Regions from separate parts of the Gossypium arboreum genome. Here region 2 is linked to region 1. Evidence: chromatin contacts called from public Hi-C data. All regions are on one chromosome and are shown on one strand. Each heading gives the region's core, a stretch centred on a gene start, on an enhancer-like site or on the middle of the called end of the contact. The rest is flanking DNA. Distances are from core to core; before and after follow the strand shown.

What was found. Hi-C and Micro-C count contacts between places; a contact is called where the count stands out from the background.
Region 2: a Hi-C map of leaf shows a contact between it and region 1, with 2.6 times the contacts expected there. The contact joins the promoter of LOC108484623 here to the enhancer-like site in region 1. A contact is called at or near these places in 2 of 5 Hi-C or Micro-C datasets (both in leaf).

Annotation. Positions count from the first base shown.
Region 1 is chr6:131,256,955-131,261,783 of ASM2569848v2, reverse strand. No RefSeq gene overlaps it. Among protein-coding and RNA genes, the nearest start is that of LOC108485752, 27 kb to the left of the region's middle. Within about 2 kb of position 2,908, at least 1 of the 2 cell types and tissues checked has an H3K27ac peak or open chromatin away from gene starts, as enhancers often do. A contact at or near this core is called in leaf, where this site is marked.
Region 2 is chr6:131,304,087-131,308,915 of ASM2569848v2, reverse strand. It overlaps LOC108484623, which reads right to left and starts at 2,122. Exons shown (of 15, transcript XM_017788477.2): 1 at 1,576-2,122; 2 at 1,238-1,315; 3 at 1,079-1,128; 4 at 938-991; 5 at 403-455. The coding sequence starts at 1,785.

The sequences.
Region 1 (4,829 bases), core at 1,659-4,158:
CTACCATTTCACTATTATGTTACTACTGTTTTGTTGTTATTGTTTGGATATTGTATAACACTTGTTTTATTGTTAAATTTATTATTATTTTAGAGACATTTTCTTATTAAATTGATCTATCTTGGTATTATTTAAGTATACATATTTTTTAAAATTTATTTTTAATTTGTTCGAAAATATTTATTTTGATATTTTAGTATTTTTATGTATTATATATATTTAAAAATTATGTAAAAATAATATAATATAAAAAATTAATATTGACGGGCTGAATCAGACTCGAGTTTTAGTATTTTTATCTAGGTCGAGTTTGAGTAAAATTTTAGACCCATTTTCGAGTTAAACTAGATCCAAACCTAACAAATAAGCCTAAATTTTTACTTTGACCCAACCCGGCCCATGAACACCTAGAATTAACCCTAATATCTAGTTTGATGGGGATTGGCAAGCGAAGACCACAATTGAAAGAAGGATGAAGGGTCCCTTTTAAAAGGATCCCTTGAGACAAGGTAAGCTATTACAGCCTTGCTCTGCACTGTTCTGCTCATCCTTTGTTAGGTCGTTGAGTTGTCGAATTAACTCAACCTTTCTTTTTTTTTCTTTTCTTTTCTTTTTTTTTTTTTTTTTGGGGGTGGGGGGTGGTTTTTCCTGCATGACTTCCATGTGTCGTTACCCACCACTCATGGTTTCTATATGTTTAATTTTGTGGCGTTCCATTTAGACAAGAAAACATCTATGATTCTGTTGTCTTTCTACGCCCTCTTTTTCTTTTGATTTTGTTTTCTTCGTTTTAGTTTTAAGGTTTAAAAATAATAAAATATTAAAAATATTTTTAATTAATATTATATATTTTCTTATGAATAATTTTTAAATTAATTTTTTCAAATAGAATTTACACGAGTTGTAAAATACATGTCTAAATCTAACTCAAGTCAAGTCAAGCCTTTCGAGCTAGATAGATTACCTAATCTATGTATACGTCTATCACCAATTCAATCAGAATTTTTTTTAAAAATCATTTTAAAAAATATATAAATATTAGCTTTTTTACGTTTGATATTTTTATATAAAATAGTTAAATAAAATTAAAAATAAAGTAAAATTCTAATGATTAAACTTAAAATTAATAAATTTATTGATGAGCTATCTTCCATAATTATATTTTTTATACAAAATTTGATCTTTCATTTTTATTATGAGTGTGACATGGTCTAGTCTTAGCTAATCTGTGATGATATTTTATTATATCTATATTAATAATAAAGTGTGTGGCTAAATTTGATGTCACACGTCAAATAACATCAATACAATGAAGAAAAACTAATAAAACCAATAAATCTTGAACTAATAAATAGTCATAAAGGTTGTTGACTACATCATTAAGGAGGTTGGGTGAAACTGATTATTTTATCGTCCTAGTTGATTCTCGGTAATACGTGAGAAATTTATTGGAAGAAGATATTCAACGTGCAATACATGCAGTGATTGATAGAGCGTAATTTTTTAGAATTTTAGTCTAATACTATTTCTACCAAAAAAAATTATCTAACTTTCTAATAACTTCTCACTTTTAAATAATAATTATCCATGTCTCTTTAAAAAACGATAGCTAACTATGTACCTAAATACAACACTCGACTTTTCTTTTAAATAATTATATAGTTGAAATTTATTATTATTATTTTTAATATTATAACGGGTAATTATTTATAACATAAACATTAGAGGTGAGATATTACTGCATGTCCTCTTTATTTTTATTTTTAAATTAAATACAATTTAAGGAGTCATATTAAAATTTCAATCCACTTGTGAAATTAAAAATTTTAACCTTTATTTTATGTACAAGAAACATAAATCTTTTATTTATTTAATTTTTAAAAATCAGGTTTAATATCTTTTTTTATTAGTTTAGGTTTTGAATTTTTAGATTTATCTTGACAAAATGAGATTTATTTTAAGGAAAAACTGATTGTATGAAATAGAGACCACATTATTTTGTATCCCTTATAAATTATTAAATGTCATCTTATCATTTTTTTATGTCATTGACACCTCATTTTGATACTTTTTTAACTTGAACCTTGAATCTTGGACATTGGGCCCTATAATCTAAAATTTGAACCCTAAACCTTGAACTTTGAATCGTAGACCTAGGGTCGAAGGTCTAAGGTCCAAGATTCAAGGTTGAGGGTTCATGGTCTAAAGTCTTAGGTTCAGAGTCAAGGGTTCAAGGTCCAAGTTCTAAGGTTTAGGGTCAGGGTTTAAGGTTGAGAGTTCAGGTTAAAAAAATTATCAAAATGATGTGTCAATGACATGAAAAAAAATGCTGAAATAACATTAAATAATTAGTAAGAGATACAGAATGATGTGATGTCTCTGTTTCATACAATTCTTTCCCTTTATTTTATGGCTTTTGATATTATGTGGTAAAGTTATTTTTATATATTTTATAAAAACTCTTGTGTATAAAAATATTTTTATAATAAATCTTGTATTTTTTAGAAAACTAAATTTTATATAAAAAATTAAATTTATTTTATTATTTTAAATATAAAAAATTGTAATTGAAGAATTCTAATTGGTTTTGGTTTCTCTATCAACCCTAATAGTGAGGCATGCTTTTCATGTTGTAGAATGCATGAAAGAAAGACCACCTCACATGCTGCTATCAAACTGGCAAAGAAGAGACCATGAGGAGCGAGGTAACCCAAGATTCAATGGATCTGTCATTAAGAGGGAGCATTGGTTATGGGGAAAACGACTATTATTTAAAGCCAAAAGGAAGAAAAGAAATAAAGTGGAGGGAGGAAGTCATTAAAAGGACGGCTCCTGTAGTTTAGATATCCCCAAAGAGAAGAGGGTAGTTCTGCTCATTTAAAAGACGGTTCCTAACGTCGTTAATGCCGATAACTAGTCAACATCTGCCTACATATCTTTCATTTATTGCTCTCTCTTTTGATGCCAAAGCAAATTAACTATCTCTAAAAACCAATTGAATTAAGCCTGCCTGCTATTTATTGCTGCACACTATTCTTCTTGCTCAAGTTTTCCATTTCTTCTATGTTCCATGCTCTTTTATCTACGACCACGACCCATGTCAATTAATGTTTCTCTGGACAAGTCAACCAACCCACGCCAAATTTTTCTCGTCTTTATTAAAAAATGTATCCAAAGAGAATGGAAAGAAGTTTTAGTCAAGCATCCAACGATGTATGCTTGCTTAAGAAATAGAAGAATTCGTTTATAATGCATAATGAGATGACTAAAAAACCGTACCAACAATCAATCCAGCTCCTTGTCATTTTCATGGGTAGCTCTAAGAGCAATAAGAAAGGTAGAGAATCATAAAATTAAAGAGAGAAAAATATGACTTTCTAAATGTGAATGGAAGCCATTGTTCAACTGAAATGCTCAAGCCATGCATTATACAAGTTAATCTTTACTAGTCAATCCGCTTATGCTGAAAACAGAAAGTGTACGTGTAGTTATTCGAAATAAGCATGCTTGACTTTTTTGTCCCAGGTTTTTTCCATTTTTTGAAAGATTATAGGTTTACTAATTGCTTCACCATATCACACTGTAGATTTCTAACAAAAAAACATGCACATGCATTGCAAAACAAACGTGGAATGTCACACTATTGCAGGTGTTGCTTACCAGTCCACTCTCCATTTTGGACCAAGAAAAGGAGGACTAAAGATAATGAAACAAATTAGAGAAGGACTTGAAGAGTGAGTGTTGGATTGAAATCTTCAATTATGGGTACATATATATAATGTATGAAAATAATGTGTAGATACCATAAGTTGTATTTATAATTTGATGATTGGTCAAATTGTAAATACCTAAAATTGATTTAATAATAAATTATTTAAAAATGAGTAGTGATCCCCAATAAATAATATATATTTCGTATTTCTTTTCCATCTCCATTAGAGTTATACTAGGAGAAAAACTATTTTCTTGGAAGATTAAAACCTTATGGGCAATCTCCAATAGTAAATTTAAGTACTCTTCCGCATATAATTATATCCTTAGTGATCTCATATAATAAATCCTGATGTGTTAAACATTGTGTTATCTTTTTCTTCTTCTTATTAGGAAGGAACAATTTGTAGCTTCAATCAATTAGATTGGTAGAAAGGAAGATTTAGGTAGCTCCAAATCTTTGGTGGAAAAGTCTAACAAAAGGATATTGATTGATCATGTATTGACTTTGCCAAGGATACAAAAGTAAAATATAATTTGATTATGGACTTTATTTAGCACTCCTATTTGTTTGTGGAATTCATTAGCCAAAATGAAAACGGGATGGCTTTCTATGTGTATGTGAGTAGTAGGTTATAGTTGAAACTAATCTAATGCCGTTCACATTGTTCCTGCTGCGGAACTCCCAACAATTATTTCGAAATAAACAAAATAAATTAATCGGTTATAATGTTAAGTTTAATAAATTTATTCGATGGATTTTAGGTTTTAATATCTCAAACCGAAGATTTTAATTATTAAACCCAAAACACATATCATACCCAGCCCAAATAAACCCAATATCTAAATACCCAATACCCATAAGAAATTCAACTCAGCTTCATAAAAATACACTACAAAAGCAATATGAGATTACAAAAATAGTCATGTTCATTTTACTTTTTTTCTTTTACTCATAAACATTTATTTACAATTTGAGTAAATTACTATTTTAGTACCACTTTATTCTTTAAATTTATTTCATATCCTTTGTCTCGAATTCTTTTTATATATATATATATATATATATTTTTTTACTTCAAATATAAAGTTTATTTGAGCTTACCTAGCCTCAGTAG
Region 2 (4,829 bases), core at 873-3,372, 48 kb before region 1:
CTAGCAAAATTTTACTCGATCCTTCCTCATTCCAGCAAAACAATATCTCTGAAACAAGAACCTTTTCTCTGCCTGTAATTTAGGAGCACGATTTCACTATTATAGAAAGCAGAGTGAAAATAGTCTCCCCTGCCATAAATGTTGGGATTTGAGGAAGAAAAATAAAACACACTTTCCCACAAACAAACAAGACATTTACACAAGGTTGAAGTTTATAAGCAGTTAATATGTTTTAGCGTTGAGTTAAACTAGTATGCCAGTGAGGTCTACTTTATATCAGCTATTTGGTTCTTTTTTGTTCTAGTATTACATACAAATGCAAGGAAAAACAATAAAACTGCAAGCTATTGACTCATATTTAAACATACTGAGTTGTAAAACTCAAAGTGTGCAACTATTTACCAGGTTTCCCAGATTCAAGCTGCTCTTTCCCATGACTCCATCCAAAATTGTACCTACAGGTAAAAGACAGTTATGAACAACATGGCACAAAGCCAAGAGTATCCAACATTATGCGTTGAAACTCTATTTAAGAACAATAGTCATATGCATTGTTAAGAAATAAATTTCGCAGAGGAACAATACTGTTAAGAGTGATAAATGTAATTAGATTATTAAGATTGCGTTACAATTTTGATATAATAAAAAAGAGAGAACCATACAATTTCCTTGCTTGACTCCTTCCTAAATTGGTGAGAATCTTCTATATAGGCTGGCACTCTTATATATACTAACACAACAATTCATAATATCAACAAATTAACCCTTTGGAAATTTTCCTATGGATGTAGACCACCACAGTCAAACAACGTAGTCCTTTGTGTTATTATTATGTTACCTTCACTCTTAATCTTTTCTTCTAACATGATATCATAGCTTCTTTCCTTTTAAGAATCACGATAAAAACATAATAGGAAAAAGAAAAACAAAATATTACCTACTCTGAGGATCCTCAAGTTCCTTCTTGACATCTTCAGGCAGGGCAGCTAATCTGTTAAGAAGGAAATTTATAAAATATTTTTCAAATTTCTTCGATAATTTATCATGAGAAAAGTTTGTTTTGAAACTCATACCATACCTCGATGAAAGGCGTAGAAGATTTCGACGCAGTGAGGGAAACTCTGGAACCTGTAACAAACTAACAATGAATACGTAGTGAAGGAATAACAGTAAAGGAAAATCAACTCATAAACAAACTAATTTCTAAAAGAAAAAAAGAAAAGAAAGATAAACATACATCAGTAATTGATAGAATTCCAAGTCCATTCGGTCCAAACCCTTCTTCAATTTTCAACGACAGATCAGCATCCTTGTCCTGTTTCAATACATTTCCATAAACGAGACGGAAAATAACAATACTACTAATAATACTAAAATCTGAAGCATGCAGATACGTATAGGCAAAATCCAAGAACTTCTAAAATAACACGTCATTAACTCGGTTTGGTTGCCAAGAAACTGCAGGAAAATTCAAGGAAACTAAGAATTTTAGAGCACATGATCACGGTCAATTCTGGTCAGAGATCCAACACAAACGAGTCAACTCGGAGAAGGCATATGTGATTAGGAACTGACCTTGAGTTCGTAATAAGTTATAGTAACTGTACGGAGAGTTGGCAAAGGAGTTTCGGAAGAGCAAGACATGCTTTGAGACGTAATCCGGCAGGAAAGATTTCGATTGGGTGGTGGCGGAGAGGGAGGAGAAGCGGCGGAAACGTTGAGGAATTGATTGCGAAATAGGAGGGAGTTGTAATGAAGAAGCGATTTATATTGAAGGGAAGGCATTGAAGGCAAAGCAAACGAAAATTGGAAACAGGACGGAAGAGAATAAAAATCTTAAAATAAGGATTTCGAGTGCCGTTTTGATTTGATACCTGATACTTGACAATTTTTTACTTTTTTTTTTTATTTGACTATTAATCTTAAAAAGCGCAAATAGAGCTGGCAAAACAAATGTTTGGGTGGGCTCTGATCGGATTCCCTGATTGTTTTAAGTTGAGTTTGGATGAGCTTGGTTTACTTCAGTTATTTTGAATATATATATTTTTGGATTTGAAAGGTATTTGGGAATGCCTCTTTTCCATTCGAGGGTCAAGAAGGAAACGTTATAGTGTATTATTGACAAGGTTCATAATAAGCTTAATAATTGAGTTGCCCAGGCACGTAGCTCTTACGCAATCTGCGTTAGTTTTTATACCAAATTCCTTTATGAAAACTTCCTCCATATTACTGAGTACTTGTCTACAAAATGAGAAGATAGAGTGAAATTTTGTTTGGGGCTCTACATTGGAGCGTCGGAAATTACCTCTCATCATATGAGAGCAAGTGTGAATGCCTACTGGAAATGGGGGTTTAGGTCTTAAGTCTTTACGCTTTTGGAATAAATCCTTTCTCCTTATACTCAAATACCAAATTGTTTCTCAACAGTTGAAAATTTGGGTGCGTGTCCTTTGAGGGTAATACGAAGTGTGGGAAGATCGTCCGAAAATAAATCTTGCGCGAGATGCTCTCATGTTTGGAGAGCTTTGTCTAAGGTGTGGAATGATGTTCCTAATGGTGTTTTTTGGTGCATTGGTGATGGTTAGATAGTCAAGTTTTGGAGTGACAATTGGATCCCGAAAGTTGGCCCTTGTTTACACGTGGTTCAAAGTATGGAGTCAATCATTGAGGGTAAGGTGAAGGATATGGTTGATTCTAACGACAACCCGGCTTGGAACTTATCAACTCATTTTCTTTCCCAAGAAACGCTTTCTCATATTGCTAGCTCTTATCTTCACAGGTTATCTACGGGACATGATTGCTGTGGTTAGCGCTGGTCACAGACTGGCAAGTTTTCAATTTCTGATACTTACAACAATTTCGCTTCAGCTACATGGAATCCTAAGGATCAAGCTTGATCACTTATCTGGAAGCTTAAAGGTCCTCATAGGGTTCAGAACTTCCTGTGGCTAGTTCTTAATAATCGGTTATTAACAAATGAGGAGAGGGTTAGGCGAGGATTGGCTGACAACCCCTCTTGTTCCTTGTGTGGTGCTTTGACCGAGACTTGCATTCTTATCATAAGGGATTGCTCCATCGCTAAGGCAGTTTGGATTAATCTTATTCCCCATGATGCTCATTCTTTTTCTTTTTCTTTTTTCAATCAGGATCTTCGATCCTGGTTGGTCTCTAATATTGGGAGCTCTGCGAATTGGCGGTCTAATATTCCTCTTTGGAGTTCAATTTTTGGCATGGTGTGCTGGAAGTTGTGGAAGAGCAGGAATGGCTTTATATTTAATGGTGCCAACTGTTCTGCCTATAACATTATTCTCACTAGTTTGGCCTGGGCTAGGTGTTATGGTTCTCATATAAGGAGTCATGGTTGCAAGTCTAGCCCAAGGGTTAATTATTAGATATTACCAAACCCTGGATGGATCAAAGTTAATTGTGATGGTCCTGTGCAGAGCATGGTGAAAAAAGCAGCTGGAGGAGGTCTATTAAGAGATAAAAACGGGGCCTGGATCTTTGGGTATGGTCGATGCTTGGGTGAACGTTCAGTTGTGCAAACTGAAGCATGGGCAATGTACAATGGCTTAGAATTGCATGGGAGCATGGATATAAGAAAGTTCAGGTAGAGAGTGACTATCTTGATATGGTGAATATGCTTCTACATGGCTCAAGTGATGATTTTCTTCTTCCATTTGTTGCTGACATAAGGAGCCTTTGTTTAAGGGATTGGACTATGGTGGTCCAACATATTAGCAAGGAGGTGAATTTGATAGCAGATTGCTTAGTCCATACTATTCTTTTTTCCACTCCACCGATGCAAGTTCTGGATCTTTTACAGAAGGACAAGACTGTTGCATTTCGTGCTCCTCCGTTGAGTTCTGAGCGTTAAGACTCGAGTCTTCTTTTGTTATCAATTTAAAAATATATATATAAATTATCTATTATATGTTTGATGCAATATTTTATTTTAAAATTTAATTAAATTTAAAAAAACAAATAAATATTCATTTAAATATAAAACTAGTTTGAATTCCCGATGATGTATGAGTTATTTGTGTATTAGTACCATAATATTTTTATAATTTTTATTTTTAAATTTAATTTAACCAATGTCATTAAAATGTGTCTTTATTTAAAAATATATTTTAAGCTTAAAACTTACTAAATATATATTTGTGACCATTTGTTTATAGTTTGTTTAACTTAATTATTGATAGAATTATAATTAATTTTAATTTTATATTTTACTGTATTTAATACATCCATGCATATTTCAATATATGCACATTTAGAACGTGTATTATTTAAGTTAAATAACATGCGAAAATATTGATATGATAAACAACATTTATATATGCATAATCTTGCATTTATATAAAAATTATTGATTTTTGTTATTTAGTGGGATTAACAAAAGGCTGGAATGGTAGTTTGTACAATAATTCACCTTCAGATAAGGTGAAGAGATTGATTTGGGGAGATAGAGATTGAGTATGGAATGAGATTTGGTCTCTTCAACTCTTACCATGGGTTTTTTTTTTTTTTATATCAAGGGACATTATTGCCTACGTGTTTAGAGACTGCTGACAATGAGATCATTCTTTTTTTTTTTTTTTTAGTGACAATGATGTGGCGTCTTAAGATATGATCTTTTAGGATAGATGGGTAATCAATTATTCTGAATTTTCATCTGCATTCCTCTTACGCTCAACAAAAGTTATACAGTTTCACCACTATACCATGGTGTGAGGTTCGTTGGACTTAACCAACTTACCCGTGCAATGTATGAGTTGATTGTATATATTAATTAAATTATATTTAATTATTTCTTTAATTTTGTA